Linked DNA regions of Zea mays: regions 2 and 3 are each linked to region 1. The links are chromatin contacts, called in public Hi-C maps. All regions are on one chromosome and are shown on one strand. The core of a region is the stretch at or near the end of the contact, and the rest is flanking DNA. Distances in the headings are between cores, read along the strand shown.

Region 1 (3,400 bases), core at 710-3,209:
TATGGGTGAGGTGGCCGGCAATGGCAACGAAACCAATGCAAGATTATTGGTAGCTATATGTGTATCGATCTTGTCATGGAGGTGGAGGTGGCAGAGGAGCCTGAACTTGGCGCTGCTGGAGCTGGCCGAATGCTGCCGTGGCGAGGCCGCGAAGGTCGCTTGCCGCTTGGGTAGCTGCTGCGGGCAGGGAGGCGGGGAGAGGAGGCGCCATGAGGCGACGGTGTCCATCGCCGGACACGCGGAGGCGGCGAAGGCTTCCGGCTTCCCTGTGGTATGCTTTTGGTTTGCACGGCAGCCGTGGCGCGTGCCTTATCGTATCTGAATAGACGGCGGTTTGGGGTCATGTGGCACTCAAGAATTTGGCCTCCCTGGACCGTTGGATAGGGATCCAATACATGCACGAAGCTGAGCAGCGCAAACTTAGTCGTAATTTACTTACGTTGGATCGTGGAAAATAAGAGATTTTGCTCCGTAGAATGACAGTGCAGCTTGAAATATTGGATGAGATGGATAGGAGAGCGGCTGGGATATAGCCACAGAGTACCTACCTACACAGTAATTCTGACAAGTTCCCACGGCTACAGGACTAAGGCCCTGTTTGGTTCCTTTAGTCATTAGACTAAATTTTAGTGACTAAAGTTTAGTCGCTAAAGTACCATGTTTGGTTCCAGTGACTAAACCGGACTAAAGAGCATTAATTGTTGTGAATAATGACTGTTTTACCCCTATTAATTAATGGATGTTTGCTATAAGAAGGAAGTGGAAAGAGCAAATAAAGTAAAAATACTACTTTAGTATCTTTTAGTCACCCCTTGGTGACTAAAGAACTAAAGTTTAGTCACTTCACTTTAGTCACCATATTTAGGCCTCGTTTGGTTATGGGTGACTAAAGTTTAGTGACTAAATTTTAGTCACTTTTAGTCCCTAAAGAAGCAAACATGATGACTAAAATAGAGTTACTAAACTTTAGTTCTTTAGTCACCAAGGGGTGACTAAAAGGGACTAAAGTAGTATTTTTACCTTATTTGCCCTCTCAACTTTCTTCTTATAGTAAACATCCATTAATCAATAGGGGTAAAACAGTAATTATTCACAACAATTAATGCTCTTTAGTCCGGTTTAGTCACTCGAACCAACACAGGGTACTTTAGCGACTAAACTTTAGTCACTAAAATTAGTCTAGTGACTAAAAGAACCAAACAGGGCCTTACTTATTTAGGGAATAAAAGTGACTAAACTTTAGTCACTAAACTTTAGTCACCCTAAACCAAACGGGGCATAATTCTGATAGATGGTCTGACAAAGGCGCTCATGTGAATTGAAATGAAACACGCATCACTGACGGAAGTGTGCGGAGCAAGAGCGCGTGGTGAGAGCAGAGCTCGGAGCAGCGCAAAGTTGCAGACACACAGATCCTACTACTACTACTGTATGTACCACGCCAAGCCAAGCAACCTTTTTTTGTTGACATGCCTTGCCAAGCGACCTGCGAGCCGTGCTCCTCGAGCGTGGAGGCAGGCGTCGGTCGGTCAGAGTCAGACGGCTCATGCGAGGAGCAGATAGCCTGGCACTCTGCCGTCGCAACAATTACCGATGGGAGGGCCCAAGCGTGACCTGACAGCTCCAGGTTTGCCGGCCTGCAGGCGCATGCAACGCTGCACTGCACACTCCGCACTTCCGTTACTTCCACCCACCCTTTGGGCCCGCTACTTAACGGGCCGACAAAGCTAGCCTGTCGCACAATTGCGGCCATGAGCCTGGCACCCATGCACCGCCCCGCCCCGCCCCCACACCCCGGCGGGCGAGAATATTCGGGCGGACGTCCTGCGTGCGAAGGGAAGATCCCCTCGGAATCGGCATCCTGCGCTCCCATGTCTTGGCGTCTCCCGGCGCCGGGCGCGACGCTCACGCCAATGACTATTTATCCGCCCTCCTTGCGATCGGACAGCCAGGCAGCGACGACGACCGCGACCGGTGGGCGGCGGAGGCAAGCTGGGTGGGTTTCTACTTCTACTACTACTACCACACGCGCGCGCGATCTCGCGGTGCGTGTCTTCCTCCCTAGCATAGCAATAGCCCATTGTTTAGTGTACTTAGTTTGACAGGTCTCAAGCTAGAGCACAGGTGGTTTCATCAGCTCACACACAGAGAACAGGATCAGGATCAGGACAGATGGGAGCCGAGAACGGTAGCAACAACCCTTCGTCGACCGTCTTGGATGGCCTCTACGGGGTGCAGCTCGGCCGTCCATCGGATCCGGCACAGACCGACGGTGGGGCGTCGTCGTCACCAGCAGCTTGTGAACACCACCACAAGCGTGGCCGTGGTGGTACAGCACAGGCACAGCAGAGGTTGCAGATCCGGTGAGCGCAAAAATCTGCAGTAGCTAACCTAACCACGCATACACAAGTCCACCCTTCTTAGCTTTGGTGATCTGATGCAATGCCTTCTTGTGACCGCAGAAGGCTATGGCAGCACAGACCGTCTTGCTTCAAGCCCATCCACTGCACCATTACGTGTACGGTAACCACTTGCCATGCATATAATCTCGGGCTTCCAGTAGTAATAAAAGCGTATTATTCGATCTGTTTTGAGCAGGTGACAAGCATGCTGGCGAGACTGTCGCGAACGTCGTCACCTCGCTGCCCTTCATCGTTCTTGGACTGCAGGCTCCAAGGCAACATATATGCTTTGTTTGCTTGCGTGCTCACAGCGCGAGGAGTCTACTAAGTAACGCGCGATGCTGCAGGAAGAACCTGAACGCCGCTATCTACGCCAACTCCCTGGTCGGGATGGGAGTAGCGTCGAGCCTGTACCATTCTTCCAGAGGAGGAATCCGGAGGCTCCTGCGTTGGGCCGACTACACTATGATTGCCACCACAACTCTGGTAGGTCGTCGGCATCGAGGATAGCTACTAGTCGAGGGATTAATTCGCACGTCGTTCATGACAACAACAACTATGTATGTACGTGTTCCACGCAGTGTTTGTCGAGAGCAGTAGGCAACGAGAACCCAAGATTGCTCATGGCCGCTTCAGCGTTGCTCCTGCCGTTTCAGCCACTGGTGGTTTCGGCTGTCCACACTGGACTCATGGAGGCAAGTAATGTAATCCACATGTATATGTATCTTCTGTAGCTAGATTGACTGAAGACAACACAACACTAATTATTAACTATCCTAATGGACGCCGCCAGCAGGTTTCATTTGCGAGAAGAGCGTCGATGGAACCGGAGCTCAGGATGGCGCATAACCTGCACAAGGTGTCGTCTCTGCTGGGAGGTGCGCTGTTCATCGCCGACGACTGCTTCCCGGAGACTCCCTATATCCACGCCGCGTGGCATCTTGCTGCTGCCATCGGCGTTGGCACGTGCAACAAGCTTCTTGAATGACAACAGCCCG
Region 2 (3,270 bases), core at 3-2,502, 170 kb before region 1:
CCTACCATTTTATGAAGAAGCATTTGATCGTGATCCATTACCACCCATATGCCCATGCCGCACAACTTAATCCTATGCACATGATTAAGGGTATATTTGTTTCCCTTCTAGATATAGATTGGATTATAGTGGAATAGTAGGTGAGTAAAATATCACTTTGGGACTATAAATAAACTAAAATAAGCTAGTATTATGTAGCTTATTCAGCTTATTTGTAATCTCAAAGTGATATTTTACTCTTCTAATTTTTTATCATAATTTAACTTATGTAATTTAGGAAGAAAACAAACAGGACCTAGATTATTTGTACCTAACCAAACTACTGGCGTTTGCCTTCCGCCAGGTACCTTTTAATGCTGGACCAAACAAAGGCTTGCGACGACACGCAGGAGAGCAGTACACAGTAGAGAACTTGAGCGGGCACACCTGATGAGCCATACGAAGTCGCGTGTACCATCGTAGGTAATGCACTGCGATGCAGAGCCACCCAGATATATATACTGCCTCCATCCCAAATCCAACTTTCTTAAAAGCCAAAGAATCTCACAAATCTAACCAAATTCATATAATAAAACAATTAATAGTTTCTAAGGACAAATCAACATATTGTATATATAGTCATATAAAATATTATTTTTATAGTGTAGACGATACTATTACAAAATTCTAAATGTATTTAAGCTATTAGAGATAGCCTAAGACGATCCAGAATTTAACTAAGTTTATATAATAAAATAATAACAATTACAACTCCAAATAATTCAATTACATTCTTTACTAATTATATTTTTATTGTGTATCTATTTAATGTTAAAAAATTATATTTTATCTATAAATTTGATTAAATTTGAGCTATTTTAACTCCCTGAAAGATTAAAATATATATTTTATAATTTGAAACAGAAAAAGTATATATTTCTTGAACACGCATTACCTAGATGACCACGTGTCCCTGCAGTGCACGACCCAGTGTATTGTAGCCGCCCTAGCTATCTGCATCGGTCGACGCCCAATAATGTATTCATCATTCCCTTCCTACCTCCTCCTCCATACCGCGCACACCAACGCCACGCAGCTACCTCTAGGGCTCCCTCTCCTAGCCCAAAGCTTCTGCAGTGACGCAACAGTAGCCGGTCGTCAGCGACGCCATTGCTCTGAATGCTGTGTGGCTCACTACTAGCTCCCTGCTGCGGAGTCACTGCGCCGTAAACAAACAAACAACCAACACACACACACGATATGTCCTAGCAACACAACACCTAAAAGCTTCACTACTCTCACATCTTTCTGCTTCCTGTCCAGTGTCCACACACACACCGGACCCTTTCGCCATCTCTAACTTTTTCATCGATCGATCTGTTTTTTTCGACCTTGGCTTTCCTTCCCCCTTTTAAGCTTTGATGCACACACACACCACACGCAGTCGTAATGGACAGGCTCCACCTCTTGATGTGAAGATCTGTTGCATTTCCAGTCTAGCTAGCAGTCTCGCTCACATGTGGGAGGAACGCATCCAGCAAGCGAAGAAGATGATGAAGAAGCAGTAACAGCGGCAGTACCACTAGAACTAGCTAGATCTCCTCTCTTACTAGCTAGAAGCTTGTACAAACAGTGCACCACACAGATGTTGCCGTACCCTAACAACCCTCACCATTTCGGCGTCTCCCAAGAACTCCCACACCCAAACCCTACGGCCGGCTTCCCCATGCCTCCACCGGGCGCGCATCTGGATCAGCGCTACTACGTGGACCATCACTTCTTTCCCGGCCACGGTCACTGCTTCAACTCCGAGACTCTGGAGGCGGTGCTGAGGCCGGCGCGCGCTGCCCCAGAGTGCGACGAGGCCCTAGTAGTCACGGCGCCGCAGGCGGGTGGAAGAAGAAACGGTAGTCTGCCTGCCGCCGCCGCCGCCGGCCAGGGCCAGGGCCAGGGCCACGCCCGAGCGCGGAAGCGCCCGTTCCGGACGGACCGGCACAGCAAGATCCGGACGGCGCAGGGCGTGCGCGACCGCCGGATGCGGCTGTCCCTCGACGTCGCCCGCGACTTCTTCGCTCTGCAGGACCGGCTCGGCTTCGATAAGGCCAGCAAGACGGTGGACTGGCTGCTCACCCAGTCCAAGCCGGCCATCGAGCGGCTCGCCGCCGCCACCGAGCCCTCCCACCAGCGGAGCGACGACGCAGCTTTCTCACCCCCAACGTCAGGGGTGGCTGATGTGTCAGCTGGTAATAAGAGCGGAGGAGTTGCCGAGAAGTTGGGCCGCTCCAGAAGTGGGGGATCCGCGTCCATGGAGATGGAGCGCGCCTGCGGGCTGGACCGCCTCGTGTCGGCCGCACCAGTGCTTCGTGAGTACTACTACGGCCTCAGCGAGATGATGAGCAACGACAACGGAGGAGATGGCGACGACGACGGTGAGTACGAGGAAGACGGTGATTTCCTGGACGGTATGCAATATTAGTATGGTACTACTAGTAGTAGCTTGCATGGTTAATTTCTACGTACCTAGTACACTAGTACCTCCAGTCCAGCTGCTGGCAGCTTACCTAGCTAGCTAGCTCTTTATCTGGCAATGCAAGCACTTCTTCACTATCCTTAGTTCCTAGCTAGTAACTAGTAGTATGCATGTGTACTCCTTCCTTTAAGTTAATGCTACTGGCAAATGCTGTGTCAGATGTTACTGATCTTGTGCTTTGACGTTACTAATCTATCTTTTTAAAAATGTGCTCCCCTCGCTTTCCATTTTAAATTTGGGCATTCTTTTGGGCTTGTTTATATATGAAGGTCAGGATACACTAGCTACGAAAAAGGGGTTGCTTGCTTGACTGGACAATTTTCATGAGTTGTGGCAATGCATATATATATATGTAGAGAGACACTCTAAATTATTTAAGGTCTTACCCAAATGTCTTTCTCCAAAATTGATGATGTCGAAGATGTCATTCACTGACAAACATATGGACATTAATTCTTAGGGAAATTTGGAAAACTAAAAGCTAATTAGCTTAGATTGTGTTTTCCCCTTTTGCGTTTCAAAAACATTTCCTGATTTTGTTTGTATAAAAATAAAATCTCATCTCCTTAAATTAGTGATAATATTGACTTGCTCATGTGTATCACGTATCTTTCCAAATGCGATAGTTTTGCAGGGTGCATTTGTTGATTTGGATGATGGGTTCAAAGAACTTGTTAAACAAGGCCATAAGTTTGTTGAAATAAGAACACAAGATAATTCAATATATAATAAAAAACAGGTTACAGTATATTTTTAGTAAA
Region 3 (3,306 bases), core at 409-2,908, 260 kb after region 1:
AACAAAGCAGCTACGTAGATTTTGATATAGACTTTTGTCATGCTACATTATAGGATGACATGGGTGCGAAGTTTCAACCCTTTTAAGATAGAAATATCTGCCAAAGACCTGCAAAACGTATTAAGGGTAAATTTAGATATGACTCTAAAATGTTTTGATATGGTTGTTCGATTGTTGGCCATTAAAGAGTCACATATGTCGAAAGATGAAATGATAAAGGATAAAAAACATTATATGGACATGCGCTTCTGGGTAAGTTTGTTTCCAATCAATAATATAGTAATATATAGTATCTATACATATAATCCTCATGTGGGCATGTATATATATATTTATCCAGAGAATGGTTGGTTTTGGTAAACTTCTAAAGTACCATGAGGATCCTACAGCAGAAGAGTTAGCCAAAACACTCGACTGTTGGCCTTCATTGAACTATTATATCACTGGTTGTAAATATGTAAGTATGTGTTCATTTCGAATGTATTTATAAAAGGCACTTCGTTGCAATCCTAATGACTGATATTTTGTAGGTTCTTATGCCATGGAAATTCAACGGATGCTACGCACTTTTCGTAATCAATCATGGTAAAAAGCACGTAACTTTTATAGACTTTACACCCACTCAAGATTTGTGTAAACACATGCCATACAAGAGGTTTGCGGAAGCAATTATCATGTCCTCAAAGAAATATAAGATTGCCTACAACAAGAAACGTTCTGGATGGGCAGAAGATATTTGTAAGTAGGAACATACAATTTGGTCTGGTGTTCCAATTGACTTGAAAGGGTATTTTCTCAATACCATGTTCTCGACAGTTTAAATTTTTTCTATGATAACCATTGTATATAATATAGTTGGTCAAACATTATTCTATAGGGTTAATACCAGTTACTTCGTTCTACAAGCTATGATCATGTGGGGGAGTGCTAGACAAATGAAATTTGATAGGGTGAGTGGAGTACGTTTGTTTCATGTTCAAACATACATTTCAGTTACATAATATAAATTTGACGTTTTGTTCTCTTATGTCGTTGTGTGTAAGATGTAAAGATTCTTCGAAGGAACTTTGTAATTGATCTGTTAAATTACGAGGACAATTCATGCCGCTATGCCATCCCTACAAACATACAACAACGACTTATCAATATCGCTAAAAAGGATTAGATTAATGTACGGTTATCGACATATTTGCCTATTATTAAAAATTTTATATTCTCTTTAAAATAGTTTGTGCGATATTGATAATGTTTGTCACACGAATTCTGTATATTATAGAGACTATGCACGAGGCATGCAAATTAGCAAGACTCATACAAGCGTGGAACAGTGTGCTGATGGGGCAAAAGGGTAACTCATGCGTCTTAATATATTTGGCTTCCGAGCAAACTTTCTGCAGACCTCCAAAAAAAATATAAGATCCGATCAGATATGTGTCGATGCTCATCCTAGCGTACTCCCGTTGCAACGCACGGGCACACACCTAGTTATAATTATTAAAATGAAATTTAATTCCAACGAAACAAACGGAGCTTAAATGTATTGGATTAGTAATAGTGCTGCGCATGATTGCCGCATTATATTGTTGTTTATATGGCTTTGCGTTACATAGGCTAGACTTCTTTTTAGTCTTTAGAATTAAGCCCGGTCCACTTAAGAATCGGACTAGAGCCCATTAATTTAGCTGACTGCGTACACCGTCTTTGGTCGGCCTGCGAGTCATCCGTTTCAGATCGAGAATTTTATTATGGAGATTTTCCTGTATAGAGCCATCGCTTCAGAAACTATAGATAGTGAATCTATCAGATTCTTTATATTAAATATTATTTTCTAATTTCTCGTGAATCTACGTAGAGTACATGATCAAGCTGCAACTTAGGTGTATCACTTGATCTTTTTTAAGAGTTCTCTATCTTCTTATCGTGGTTTATCATGGCCAATGTAGAAGGTTTCTTGCGGGATTGGTTCGCACCTTGTATGTTATTCTCTAAATTATTGCTACCGTATATGCTTAATTTCTCAAATTTTAGTTGGTTGATCTATGTGGAGATTATACCATACGTGGTGTTGGATAAGAGTATATTTGTTGCCATGGGTGTCTGGTCCATCACCGCCGAGGGCTGTTGTCGGTGGCTTCTATGATTTGGATTTTCAGTATCAACCCTATGCTGAAGTTGTCTTCTATTGCTGCTGCTCTGCAATCTTGAGACGTTGTGCTAGTCGTGAAGGTCCAACAATACGCCAGCCTGTTGTTGTTCTATTTATAATACATTGAACTGAGGGACCATAGATTTGGAATATTATTGACCGGGCATATTAAGTTCTGTTGCTTAATTCAAGTAAAATCTAGAGTATCAATGTTTGCAGTTATTTGTAATGTAAAAGAATGGGATAATTTTTTGTTATCGCAGGTGTGTCTTCATCAGACTGTCGAACGGAGTCGGCACCATGTTCCGTCCAACTAAAACTTAGTCTCTGTCATATTAAATATTTGAATGATAATTATAAGTATTAAATATAATCTAATTATAAAACTAATTACACATGTGAAGACTAAAACTAAAAGACGAAATGAATTTATTAAAACTAATTGGGCCTATATTTAATACTCATAATTTATATTCAAATATTTGATGTGACATAAACTGAACTTTAGTTAGGGAAACCAAACTCTAGATTTCATCTCAGTCTGACCTTGGTGCACTGGCTTTTCACAGTTTGAGCTTTTACCTCGTACTTCTGCACATGACATAAGGCCTTAGGTTTTGGTGTTTTACTTCAAAGAGAAGAGTATATGAGATATGGGAGAGTTGTGAGCGGGATTTGATGTATTTTTTACTTTTATCTTTTGATGCATCATATAGTACTTTGTGTGTGTGATGCTACCTAGGGACTTTGCGATATGTGTAGGAAAGCGAGTATGCTATGCACTAGCATATCTATCATGCTCAATCAAGATATATAACATGCGGGTACAATATTATGGATTGTTATCATTAGACGCATAACACATCAGGAAAAGACTATGGCGATGTATTTGTAGTAGTTGTAGGTTCTCGTATACCAACAACAACAACATATTAACCTGTGCTCCTCACATTCGTGTGATCAACATTGCAGCAACAGTAGCAACTCCACGGTATCCATACATGCGGGAATGAAACACCGTGACACCGGTGTGCTAGTGCACCCACACAGTGAGAGGAAGGGCGATGTTGGCTTGGACGCTTGCAACCCTAGGAAGATAGGTGGTGGTTGCTAAGATGTGTGTCTCAATTTTAGTATGTCAACCCCTTCATATATAGTCT

The links. Hi-C and Micro-C count contacts between places; a contact is called where the count stands out from the background.
Region 2: a Hi-C map of ear shows a contact between it and region 1, with 3 times the contacts expected there. The contact joins the promoter of LOC100191175 here to the promoter of LOC100272638 in region 1. A contact is called at or near these places in 9 of 25 Hi-C or Micro-C datasets (bundle sheath, ear, endosperm and 3 more) and 1 of 3 datasets of contacts at active chromatin or transcription factors (leaf).
Region 3: a contact with region 1 is called in a Hi-C map of ear, with 2.2 times the contacts expected there. The contact joins the enhancer-like site here to the promoter of LOC100272638 in region 1. A contact is called at or near these places in 2 of 25 Hi-C or Micro-C datasets (ear and tassel).

The regions. Positions count from the first base shown.
Region 1 is chr2:185,115,207-185,118,606 of Zm-B73-REFERENCE-NAM-5.0, forward strand. LOC100272638 reads left to right here and starts at 1,960. Exons shown (of 7, transcript NM_001353541.1): 1 at 1,960-2,045; 2 at 2,118-2,363; 3 at 2,463-2,518; 4 at 2,599-2,677; 5 at 2,750-2,888; 6 at 2,984-3,097; 7 at 3,199-3,400. The coding sequence starts at 2,173. The coding sequence ends at 3,390. LOC109944586 reads right to left here and starts at 235. Exons shown (of 1, transcript XM_020549358.1): 1 at 1-235. The coding sequence starts at 228.
Region 2 is chr2:184,949,765-184,953,034 of Zm-B73-REFERENCE-NAM-5.0, forward strand. It overlaps LOC100191175, which reads left to right and starts at 1,253. Exons shown (of 1, transcript NM_001136610.1): 1 at 1,253-2,711. The coding sequence starts at 1,625. The coding sequence ends at 2,455.
Region 3 is chr2:185,370,748-185,374,053 of Zm-B73-REFERENCE-NAM-5.0, forward strand. No RefSeq gene overlaps it. Among protein-coding and RNA genes, the nearest start is that of LOC103647424, 4.6 kb to the left of the region's middle. Within about 2 kb of position 1,659, at least 6 of the 20 cell types and tissues checked have an H3K27ac peak or open chromatin away from gene starts, as enhancers often do. A contact at or near this core is called in ear, where this site is marked.